3 separate regions of the Gossypium hirsutum genome follow, and all the other regions are linked to region 2. Evidence: chromatin contacts called from public Hi-C data. All regions are on one chromosome and are shown on one strand. Each heading gives the region's core, a stretch centred on a gene start, on an enhancer-like site or on the middle of the called end of the contact. The rest is flanking DNA. Distances are from core to core; before and after follow the strand shown.

Region 1 (3,999 bases), core at 689-3,188, 150 kb after region 2:
CTTGAAAGAACAATCCAAACACCAATATATAAGGAACCTAAACCTCAAATAGTCCCTCCAATCTAACTGGTACTACGACCCATAGTATTCACCAACACCAAATAATGATTGAAAATAGAATGAGGCAAATAGGTAACAGTATAACTAGGAAACTTGCTCCACCAATCTAAGTTAGCTAACCCTCTGTCTAGTCGTTCTCATATGTTAGTCGCAGCCAGTCTGCCCCTCTCCCAAGTAAACCAATAGCGCAAGAAACCCAAATCACTAAGATCACAATCCTGTAGAGTATTACGAAAAGCAACCATGTGTTTTTCCATGCAGGTCCACTTCCCAAAGGAGAAAGCTATCTCGTTAAAGTCCCTGAAAACTAACTAATGAAGACTCAGATCATGGCCTAAATGACAAAGGAGATCCCATGTACCGCTCCTAAATCTCTTATTTGAATGTCTGTAGAAACCTGTAAAACACCATTACATCGCATCATGTATGTCAAAGATCTCTACATCAATATGGTGCTGCGAATAACTCCGCAAAATGACAATATCTTATGGTCGCCAACCTAACAATAACCCACCATTAGAACCAACAAAACATACATCGAAGCCATGCAAAAAGCCACACTTCCCCCGAAAACTTCCCATTTTTTATGTACTAATATTTGTCTCCATTAGAAACAAAAGCTAGAGACAAACTTCTCTCAGTTTATTCCTAAGGCGATGAACTGCCCGTGGCTTCCTTAACCCACGGACGTTCCAACTTAAGGTTTTTATTACGGTTGATTGACCTGCCTAGCAAAGCTAACCGATATGTCATTATTGCCCTAAGGCATAGGTCATCACTTGAATCCAAATTTTGAGGAATTCCCAACGTGCGTTGATGTTTCTTGATGTTATCTGACTGAATAGGACTATGTTCATCCTCCAACCCTATCTCCATAATTGACACAACAGCTATTCCAAAATCATAATACCCTGAACCCAAATTGGAATCACTGCGTGTCCCCAACAAAATACCATTACGAAAAGGGCAACTTGTGTGTGTAGTGAGAGGAATACGATTCCCCGGACTATAGTTGCAATCCTTATACCAATTTGGACTCAGAGATCTATCCAGATCTTGCAACCACCTACTAGTTTCAGCTGGATTCCTTCTCGCCGGTGCTCATAAAGAGATATTCCATCCAAAAAAAATATCTGACACCGCCACTCGAACCCGTACCAAACAAAAGTTTTCTCTGTGCTTAAACAGACGACAAATAAAGAAGAACATGCTCAATTTTTCATACTGAAACCTAGCATAAAATGGGCATTCGCCCACGAGAACCTTCTTCTTTCGCTGAAGGGCGACATACACATCTAACCTTACCTTCAACTACAGATACCGTTGTACCTCAAAGGATGGAATCTTGGTATCATAAAGTAAGAATTCACCAAGGAAAGGCCCAAATCATCGTCCCAATGTTTCAGACAGTAATTCGGGTGGTAAATCATGCACATGTACCCAGAAGACAGCATGGTGGAGAGGCAATGTGTGAGGGTCTTGACTTGGCTGTAACGGCTCTAGTAGCAGTAAATGGTTGTTAAGAAACCAAGACATTCCCTTGAAAACCCTATTGAAATCAACGACATGAAAGAACTTAAACAAGTAGCGTTTCGCATCCAAGTCAATAATGGCAATACCCCCAATAGAGCTATAGACCAGCCATAGTGTTCCCTACAGAAGGGAAGTAAACCACACTATCAATCAAGCAACTATCAACGAGAAAAAATTGAAATTCATCCTCAGTCTCAATTGCTTCTTCTTGAAAAGCGTCTTCCTCCTCCTCCTCCTCAAGGTTCAAATTTTCCATCTCGTCCTCCATACTTTTACTAGACCGGGAGAAACCGATAGTAATTGCTAAAGAAAGAAAGAAAACGGGGAAGAAATGGGAAACCTACAACCTGCCAACTAGGATGACGAAAACCGTGTCAAAAAGATAAACTAAACCTCCCACAATAGAGAATATTTACTTTCACACAAAAAAAAATTAAGTACACTTAATAGCGAAGAAAAGTGAGAGAAAAATAAATAAGAAAAATGATCATTTTAAATAATACATTGCCAGTAACATGTTTTTTAATTAGCCTAAATATGTGGAGTTTCCACTTGTTTATTTGGGCTCCAAGTGTCTTTATTTTATGGTGCCCAATGGTAAATATGTAACAATGCAAACAAAAATAACATGTCAATTTTGTGTTTTTATTACTTTATATTAATTTTCTGTCTCTAGCGATGCACAATAACTTGTGTATTTTATAAAATTATTATTTAATAACAACACATTAATTACATTTATTGATTCTGAAAATACAAACAACTTTAAAAATATGTTTTAAGTTTTTGAAATATAATATATTTATAATATTATGAATATAATTTATATTTTAATTATGAAGAAAAAAAATTGAAAACACAAAACTATTGTAATATGTATATATAATAACTGATTCAGAATGTCGGTTTAAATAATTTTAATCTTAGAAATAAAGTTTTGTATAATTCTTTTACATTAGAAATAATGTCTAATACAACAAAAAAGAACTCATACCATACATATTTACAATTGACTTATTTTAACTCGATTTTCAAAGCTTATAAGTTTAATTATTTTTCGATTTTTAACTTAAAATATTAGTAATTTAAGCTAAAAGTTGACTCTTCAAACATTATTGAAATTTGGACCAATGAGCTTAAAGAAAGGGATTTGGGCCTGAATAAATATTGGGTTTCACTTTTAACTTATAATTTTGAATATATATTACTATAATTATATTAAATATTTATTTTTTTATTAATAAAAAATCCAAAAAAAAATTTAAAAAAGGAAGATTATAAAAAGGTCCTTCAACTTTTCAAATCATTACAATTTGGACTTTTGTCCTTTTCCTATACCATTTTCAGAACCCTTTGCTTAGCTGCTACCACCTTATCAGCCACCCTCAACATTGGCCACCTCCACAAACCAACCATTTTCCTCTACAACCATTACACCTGTAACACCCCTTACTCAATCCGATATTTGGGTCAAGGTATTGGGATGTCACATTTATTGCCGGAGTAACTATAATAATATCATATCAACAAAACATTCATAATGCATAAAATAATATGATTTTCTAGCTTAACTAAGCTTAGACGAACATTTTGAAAGCTTCCTAAGTAGCCAAAACTCAATCCGAGACAAAAAAGATAAAGATTCAAGCCATCGAAAGCTCAACGCGAGTCACTAGGCTCTATGTCGCAACATGACAAATTGTTAAAGCTCGTCATGACATCATTAGGTTCCATGTCGTGACGTGACAAACTGTAAAAGCTCGTTGTGATGTCAACAGGCCGTCATTGCGACGTTGATCGTGCAACTTCAAAACCTGCACATTTTGCTCCCTAACCACCTTAAACCACTTCCATAGGCTATATCCCTTCCAAACAACCAATAACCATTGCTAATATACATTTACCAACCATAAACATTACTCAAATCATCATGAAACTACTTCAAACATATCCAAAATACAAAGTTTATAATGAATATCAATGTCCAACAATTTCATCCTTTAAATAATATATTTAACATTCTTGATAAATTCCTATGTACATGCCAAATCTATGCCCAAAAGTTTGAAATCATACTTCCTTCAAAGCTTAAGATGTGATGAGATGAGTTGGAAACCATCTTCACCTACATATTTGAAAGAAACGCATTAAGCTCATGAGAGCTTAGTAAGCATATCAAGAATTAAACAACACATCTAAAATTCATTCCATACACATACATAGTTATATACTTATATGTAAAAATTATTATATAATACTATCATTAATCTTTATCATCATGCATAAATTTTATTTCAATAAAATCTACAATAAGATGCCAATCCAATAAAATACAAACCACTTACCATTGCCACTTAATTTTCATTTACCTTTTTTTATCGAGTGGCCCCATTGTAGACATAATAG
Region 2 (4,271 bases), core at 49-2,548:
TATTAAAAAATATTTTATGTATAATTATGTTAAATTATTTAAATAATATCTAATTTAATTTAATTTTTAAATTTTTAACATTAGACATTTTAATTTTTCATTTTAAATTTTAACTTAAAATTAAAACCGTCCTTTTTAAATTGAACTTTTCACAAACATATCTTAGCAACATCATGAGGAGTTGAGAAGAATGAAGGGTGATGAGTCCGTTGAGGTTTGATATTTTGGCCCTCAAAAATATCAGTGTTGCTTTCAGATCACAATTTCGTTCTTTTGTCCGCATCCTCGGGAAACAAACAAAGAAGTCCACTCGACCTGTTTACCTTTTCTCTCATTTGGACCACAGTTCAAGCAACAGGTGGCCCAATGTCATCCTTTAATTACCAATCCTTGTATTCAACAATAAAATATTTAATTCAAGATTAACGTAAAATAGTACGAGTAGGGATTGAGGTCTTTTACAAACATTCCAATGAATTGAATTTTAAATTTTAAATGTTTGGTTTAATTTGAGGAAAATCTTATTTATTATATACATATTATATACATAAAAAAATAGTCAGTACAATTTTAGATATAAAAAGTAAAAAAAATTAGTAAAATCTTTCGTAAAAAAAATAAAACCTCTTCAAAATAAATAAAATTTTTTTCCTTTTCTTTACTAAAAATAAGATACGGAAATGATTAAATCTTACCAAATAAATTAGTTTATTACTCACTTGTAAACATGCAGGAAAAATAATACTCCTACCAAATGTAGTTAAAGTGTTTTATTTGAATTCTCAAAGTATCAAATATTGTATCAATTATGCTTTTTCATCAGTCTAATATTAAATTTGGATGTTAAATGTCAACTCGAATTTAATATGAAGAATATTTAAAACATATAGATCAAAATTTAAACATGCGTATACCAAATGCATTAACAATAAATTTGATGCGTTAAAAAAATATCATTATTAAAATTTAAGAAAATTATATTTTTTTCTTTTAGTACATTATATCTAATCTGTTTATATGATAAACATACATGTATTTAGAATTTGACATATTTGTTTTAAATATGATTCTCGTCAAATTTGAGTTAACATTTATATCTATGTTGACAATTAGGTTGATGGAAGGAAGCAATTGATATGATATCGATGCTTTGAAAATTAAATTAGAATGATATAAAGTTTGAGGATTAATTTAAAATATAAGTTATAGTTTAGGGACATATAATGAAATTAACTCTAAAAATGTATATAGAAAATATCTAATAAATGCACCACGTAAGCATGCGCTTTTTCATTATTTTTGAGAGGGGAAAAAAATGTTTCTGTCACTCTTTTACCAATATAAATGGAAGAAGGCTGTGCAGGACGAGTGCTCAGTTATTATTCGAGAGCTCTCTCACTCTCCACTTTAGAGACGCTTAATAGGGATAAGATCTTCCAGGTTCCTCCTCTTTTTTCACTCTTTTTTTTTTAATTTCTTTTGTTTGTTTGGCTGGTGAGAAAATTAAATTAAATCTAAATAAATAGCACATTTTCTTTTTATTCTCCTTTTTTTTCTAGATCACTGCATGCTGGTTTAATTCAAACATAGGCTTGTAATTTTACGTGTTTTTCTTTCTTTCTTTTTATTTGTACTGCCCTGTTATATCAGATACACTGAACCACTAAGGAAGCTGTTGTTTTTTCTTCTTAATTTTGGTAACGTTTTCTGCGATTATAGTAAGTTAATTATTTATAAGTGATAATGGTGAGTTATAAATCAGCGGTTGGATTTGTATGAGAAGTCTTCTTAAATCTTAATGGATATGCTCTATGCTTATTAATCTTGAATGCCTTTCTATTTTAGTTCTGAAGAAATTCAAATTTTGACCTATACGAAAAGTAATGTTTACTTGTGCAAAATATCCAAGATTATGCATTTTCTTTAGCATTTTATATGAATACACAGCACACTGAACCAGGAGACATATATATTGCATATATATTGTAGATCGAGGGTTTTCACTGAAATGCATAGAACTATGTAATCACATTTACGTCCATCGTGGTGTCCCTTAGATTATTATTTATTAGAAACTAGACTAGAATTCTTCTGTTTATCTGATGAAAACTTTATGAAGTTGGAAATACTAGAGTATAGACCTTCTGTCCTTGCTGGTAATGCTGATTAACGCGGCATTTTTTCTTTTTCATTCTAGATTTATCTTTTATGCCATTAGTTAATTTATTTGTATATTTAATGTATACAAATTTGTTATTTTTATTCTCAAGAGTAGGCAACGATAATTGCTTTTTTTCTAATCAAATTCGACCTTCACGTCCTGCATTTATCAATTATGTTTGTTCTCGATGTTTTATGTATAGTTAATCATTTGATGATTGTGTGGTGATGATTTATTGATAACTCACGACATGCTTGGTCAATCCAGATATGGCATCGGTGCATGCTAGCTTCACATCAGTTGTATGCAAGAATGGCAACCATTCTGCTCCTTCAAGGTTTCCTTGTACGACCTTCTTACCCGGCTTTGATGTGGTTGGCCGTGTTTCAAATGCTTGTAAGAAGGAAATATGCCCTTCTATGAGTTCAGGTCCTAAAGCCACATTAACTTTTGATCCTCCAACAACCAATTCAGAGAAAAGCAAACAGAAGAAGCATACCATAAATCCTGCTTCCCCTGATTTTATGCCACTTCCATCATTTGAAGAATGTTTCCCAAAGAGCTCAAAAGAATGCAGGTTAATTTAGTTATATATATGCAATTTGTTGGTTCTGTTTTCTTTCCCTTTTGCTTGAAAACATTTTTTATGCGTGATGAACCTTTCAGGGAGGTTATTCATGAAGAATCTGGCCATGTACTCAAGGTTCCCTTTCGAAGGGTTCATTTGACTGGAGATGTGCCAAACTTCGACACATATGACACCAGTGGTCCTCAAAACATCAATCCACGCATTGGTAGGATGCTCAACCTTGCTCTCAGCTTCTTGCTCCTTTTTGAAGGACATTAGCTTTTCTTCACTTTGTTTTGCTTAGCCAACTCCCCTCTTATATGTTCTTGATAAATCTTTGATTGTTTGTTTGGGTCTTTACTCCACTATGATTATTTTATGTTCCTTTCATATATTGGATCTCTTGATATTGTTATAGTTTTATGGTCAAGTTAAATGCTAAGTTTTGTACTTGACATCTTTAAACAGGACTCCCTAAATTGCGCAAGGGCTGGGTTGACAGACGGGAAAAACTGGGTGCACCTAGATACACTCAGATGTACTATGCTAAGCAGGGAATCATTACTGAGGAAATGTTATATTGTGCTACTCGTGAGAAGCTTGACCCAGAATTTGTTAGGTCAGAGGTTGCCCGTGGGAGGGCGATCATTCCTTCCAACAAAAAGCACTTAGAGCTGGAACCAATGATAGTTGGACGAAACTTTTTGGTCAAAGTAAATGCAAATATTGGAAACTCAGCCGTTGCAAGTTCAATTGAGGAGGAAGTTTACAAGGTCCAATGGGCAACAATGTGGGGTGCTGATACTGTTATGGATCTCTCAACTGGGCGCCACATTCATGAAACCCGTGAATGGATCCTACGTAACTCTGCTGTGCCTGTTGGGACCGTGCCAATCTATCAAGCACTTGAAAAAGTCAATGGAATTGCTGAAGATCTTTGTTGGGAAGTCTTCAGGGACACCCTGATTGAGCAAGCTGAGCAGGGTGTAGATTACTTCACAATCCATGCTGGGGTACTGCTGCGGTACATTCCCTTAACAGCAAAACGGATGACAGGAATAGTTTCTCGAGGAGGATCTATTCATGCAAAATGGTGCCTGGCGTACCATAAGGAGAATTTTGCTTATGAGCATTGGGATGACATACTTGATATCTGCAACCAATATGATGTGGCGCTTTCAATCGGGGATGGACTAAGACCTGGATCCATATATGATGCCAATGACACTGCACAGTTTGCTGAGCTTTTAACCCAAGGGGAACTGACTCGTAGGGCTTGGGAAAAGGATGTACAGGTATCTCAATGCACCTTGGAAGTGCTCCTTTAGCATTCTGTTCATAAAATGTTTCTAAAGTACTGCTCAATTTGAAGTGTATTACTGGCTTTACATGGTTTTGATTATCTTATAACTTTAACATGATTTTTTTTTTGGTGCTTTTCAGGTAATGAATGAAGGACCTGGACACATCCCAATGCACAAAATTCCAGAAAATATGCAAAAGCAGCTTGAGTGGTGCAATGAAGCACCTTTCTATACCCTT
Region 3 (3,928 bases), core at 425-2,924, 240 kb after region 2:
AGAAGTTATCGGTGATATCTTACTGGGCAATTTGGTTTGGTATGCATGAAATAAGTTTGTTCATGAGGGTGTTAGATAATCAGTGCAGGGTTTAACAGTGTTTATTAAGGCACACCTATTAGAGCTACAGGCTCTGGGTAAACTAAATCCATCAGTTTTTTCACCTAAACAGGAGAAATGTGTGCCACCAGGTTCTGACAGTATTAAACTTAATTTTGATGCATCTTTTAGCCCTAATGCAAAAACTGCTATCTCAAGAGTACTGGGTAGAAATTCTTCAGGCCTTATTATGGTTGCATGTACTTACCCCACCATGGTGTTGCTGATGCCTTCATTGCCGAAGCACGGGCGTATGAGTAGGCCATCATCTTTGTGGCTGAGTTAGGATTTTGATCAGTACAGATGGAGGGCAATTCACTTACTGCCACCAAGAAATTGAATTCTCCTACACTAGACAAGTCTATCATTAGCCCGATTGTTCAAGATATTAAGGCAAAATTGGGGATAATTGCAAAAGTCACCTTTTGTTTTGCTGGAAGACAAGCCAACATCATTGCTCACGCACTGGCTGGAGAAGGTTGTCCATTCTCGGTCCAGCGGTACTGGATAGAGAAAGCGTCATTTATGGTGGAACGGGCGGCCAAAAGGGACTTGCAAAGATGGTTTCATCAGAATTAATCTGCACCTGACTGCTTTGGAATTTGGAGATTTTCTAATCTTTTACCTCCAACTGGTTTCTAAAGCTTTTCTCTCTCTTTTGATATCAATGGTTTGTTCGCAGACCAGAATTTTGAAGCTTCGATTGGAGAGAGTTTTTCGACTGGTTTTCATCGGGTTAGGAGGAAAGCAAGGAAAGAGTTTTGAGTTTGTTTTTTTTTTTTTTTCAGATGGTAATCTCTCCTTATCTGTTGGTTGCCTTTTCAAATCTTGGACAATGTATTGACGAGCCCGAGGGTTCTTTATTTGTCTTATGGTTTAGTGGGTTGGTGCATTAAACCGACACACCATCTTTCCTTGCTTTTAATTAATGGAAACCGATTGTTTTTTGGTTAAAAAAACTAAATCAAATCAATATTTCTTGTAAAAAAAAAACTACACAAAAATAAAAATCTTGTATTACATTACACTTATCTCTAAATTTTTCTTCTCCCTTCTCTTTATAAGGTCCTTTACTCCTAAGTTTTCTTTGGTTTTTTAGCTTCCTATGAGCAACCAGTCAACCTCCGGTTTGGCACCACTCACATCTTTATTTCAATTTTTTTCTATTTTTTTATTTATGTCATTCAGCATAATGATTTCAAGATCTAACCTCCTTTCTAACCGTTTGTGATCGTTGGTGAGAGGTGGTTGTCTATTTGCTCCATAGGTTCTCCCATGTTTGGTTGTTTATCCCTCTTGTCTTTAGTAAGGCCTTGCCTTTGACAGACTTTGCTTCTTCTTTTTTTCCTTTAATGCAGTGAAGCCCTTTTTCGTTGGCACTTTTTTATAGTCTCATCGATTATGACCCTCAGCTGTCACGGTGCCATCGCACATGATCTGCTTGTGGTGGTTGTGTTGCCAGTGCTTGGCTTTGGCTCCTCCTCCATTTGGTGTCCTTGTCGATCCTGTGGTGGTTGTCAATGTCTTTTTTGGGGTGTCACAGTGGCATTGCTGCCACTAGAGGCATGCCCAATTACAGTAACCTTTGTTTGTTTCTCGGAGCATTTTCCCTCTCTTCCCCATGCATGACGGAAGCATTCTACTAAGGTTCTTTGAGAACCTATTTGTTTAGTTGGGCTCAACTCATGGGCTTTGTATTGCTTGGTAACTTGTTTTTTTATGAATGAATCTCATCATTTTGGGCGTCCAATGCTATAACATCGCTACTCCAAGTTTAGGGCTTTCTTTCTTCGGGGCAAAAAGATGAAGCATTAAAGCTCAAATTAGTTTGTTGATGGGCTTTAAATTCCTCCATTTTCGTGCCAAAAAGAAAGGCATATATTCCGCTGGAAACTCATCAAAAGAGGGGAATCCATGTGTCTGTCACCCAACACCTTCAACCCTTGAATTAAAATACAAATAAATCCATAATCGGAAAAAGAGGACTGAGTTGCTTGTTCAGTTTACAATGGCGAAATTCAGACAACATTTGACTTTGTGGCAACCTCGGGAGTTGCTCCAAGATCCATTATTCAAATTCCCTTACTTGCCTGGAATCTCGCTCTCCATTTCGCTTTTTTCACGCTAATTCCACTACGCATTTAAAGTTTTATACTTCAAACTTGTCTTTCTCCATACTTTTGGATCTCTCATTTTTCTTCCCCTTTGTGTGCCATTTCAAAAGAGTTTTTCACATTCAGTTTTCACGTCTTTTGCATGTTCCTTTGCCTCTGTCGGTTCAGTTTCCTCTTTCATTTCCAACGCCTTTGATTGGACTCTCATCCTTTCATTTTTCCCCCTCTATAACCTTTCAGGGTGGGAGGTTACTGAATTTGAAGCTTGAAGGGAACCAGTCAAATTGGTAACTTCTTCAAATTCTTGGGTTATGTTTAAATTTTTTGAATTTTGTTTTTATGTTTGCCAAATGTTTGATAAAATCTTGGCATTGTTGCCAAGGGTTTTCAATTGAATTGACCATATTGCTTTAAATTTCCCTTAGTGGCAATTTTTTTCTTTTTTTGGGATGGTCAAAATTAGAGTGTCAAAAGCAGGGCAACTTCTTGTTTCTCAAATTCACAACTTATGAATCTGAATATGGATAGAGATAACAATATAATTTGCTTCGAAAGCTTCTACTTGTGGCATTATTGCTTCATTGAAGTTGTCTACTAGCTTGTTTTCATGCTTTAGAAATTAGAATTCTTTCACTTCCTTGGCAAGTTCTCATTTGAAGTTTTGGCAATGGCAATTTGGAGCTGATAGTTCCAAATCTCATGTTTCTTTTTTCTCATATGCAGGTCAGTGACATGTCGAATATCAAGTTAGATGAGGTTGTTTGCCGTGATTCTGAAGAATCAGAATTAAGCTCTTGGAATGAGAAAGTGACTTCAGATGAAAAGGTTAATAGAGTATATGAGATCCTAAATGGCATCCATAAGCAAGGGCAGAGGTCACTTGGCAGTATCACCCCAGATGTTGAGAATGGAACACTGACTGATAGGTAGATTTACCAACAAGTTTCGACTTCTAACGGTTTATTTTTCATTCATCTCTATGAGTTCTATCTTTTTATGTGTGCTTCGTTGTAATGTATGTTTGTTTTATTAATTTGATTTCAATACGAATCTAATTTATATACACTACATGTCCAAGCTTGAAAGACAAGAAATTGGCTGGTTATGAATTGCACAACAATGAGATGAGCCAATTATCACAGTTGATATACTCCTTGTTCTATTGTCTTTGAATATTTTAAACCTCGATTGCCTCTGCTTGACAAAGAATTTTGATCGGAGATCAAGTTGTTGCTTTTTCAATATTTGAAATTTTGAGTTTCTTAATTTCTCCTAATGTATATACAGTACTAAACTACTAACTAATTTGTTTGCATTCATGTTGTATAAAGTAATATGATCATACAGAACTATATGATCAAATTTTCCACTTTAAAAGTGAGTTTGTTGGGTCAATTTGATGTATATATCACTCTTTCATCAGGTTATTTAAAGGGAATAAAGCAGCAATTGCTGATAGTTTCAATCTTCCATTTGATCGGAATGAAAAACATGCATATGTATTTGGAAGAAGATCTGGACCTCTTATATCCGGAACAGCCTACTGTATTTCTTCGTGCTGCATGATATTGCTGAATAAAGTTGTTCTCTCAAGTTATAATTTTAATGCAGGAATATCATTGATGTTTTATCAGGTATGTCACTACACCTCAATAGCTTCATAGCATTTGAAGTAAGCAAAATGTCTTGTCATGAGTATCATAAGCAAGTTTCTC

What was found. A called contact is a pair of places that touch in the nucleus more often than the background predicts.
Region 1: a contact with region 2 is called in a Hi-C map of leaf, with 3 times the contacts expected there. The contact joins the enhancer-like site here to the promoter of LOC121202913 in region 2. A contact is called at or near these places in 11 of 34 Hi-C or Micro-C datasets (callus, hypocotyl, leaf and 1 more).
Region 3: a contact with region 2 is called in a Hi-C map of leaf, with 2.4 times the contacts expected there. The contact joins the promoter of LOC107886043 here to the promoter of LOC121202913 in region 2. A contact is called at or near these places in 2 of 34 Hi-C or Micro-C datasets (callus and leaf).

The regions. Positions count from the first base shown.
Region 1 is chrA03:10,776,388-10,780,386 of Gossypium_hirsutum_v2.1, forward strand. It overlaps LOC121224652 (a long non-coding RNA gene), which reads right to left. Exons shown (of 3, transcript XR_005922297.1): 3 at 3,232-3,718. Among protein-coding and RNA genes, the nearest start is that of LOC121224652, 12 kb to the right of the region's middle. Within about 2 kb of position 1,939, at least 7 of the 9 cell types and tissues checked have an H3K27ac peak or open chromatin away from gene starts, as enhancers often do. A contact at or near this core is called in leaf, where this site is marked.
Region 2 is chrA03:10,631,082-10,635,352 of Gossypium_hirsutum_v2.1, forward strand. LOC121202913 (phosphomethylpyrimidine synthase, chloroplastic) reads left to right here and starts at 1,299. Exons shown (of 7, transcript XR_001680629.2): 1 at 1,299-1,440; 2 at 2,429-2,738; 3 at 2,828-2,955; 4 at 3,198-4,024; 5 at 4,173-4,271.
Region 3 is chrA03:10,869,455-10,873,382 of Gossypium_hirsutum_v2.1, forward strand. It overlaps LOC107886043, which reads right to left and starts at 1,675. Exons shown (of 5, transcript XR_005922340.1): 1 at 522-1,675; 2 at 308-450. It overlaps LOC107886042 (GDP-mannose transporter GONST2), which reads left to right and starts at 1,675. Exons shown (of 10, transcript XM_016809836.2): 1 at 1,675-2,500; 2 at 2,937-3,139; 3 at 3,637-3,847. The coding sequence starts at 2,946.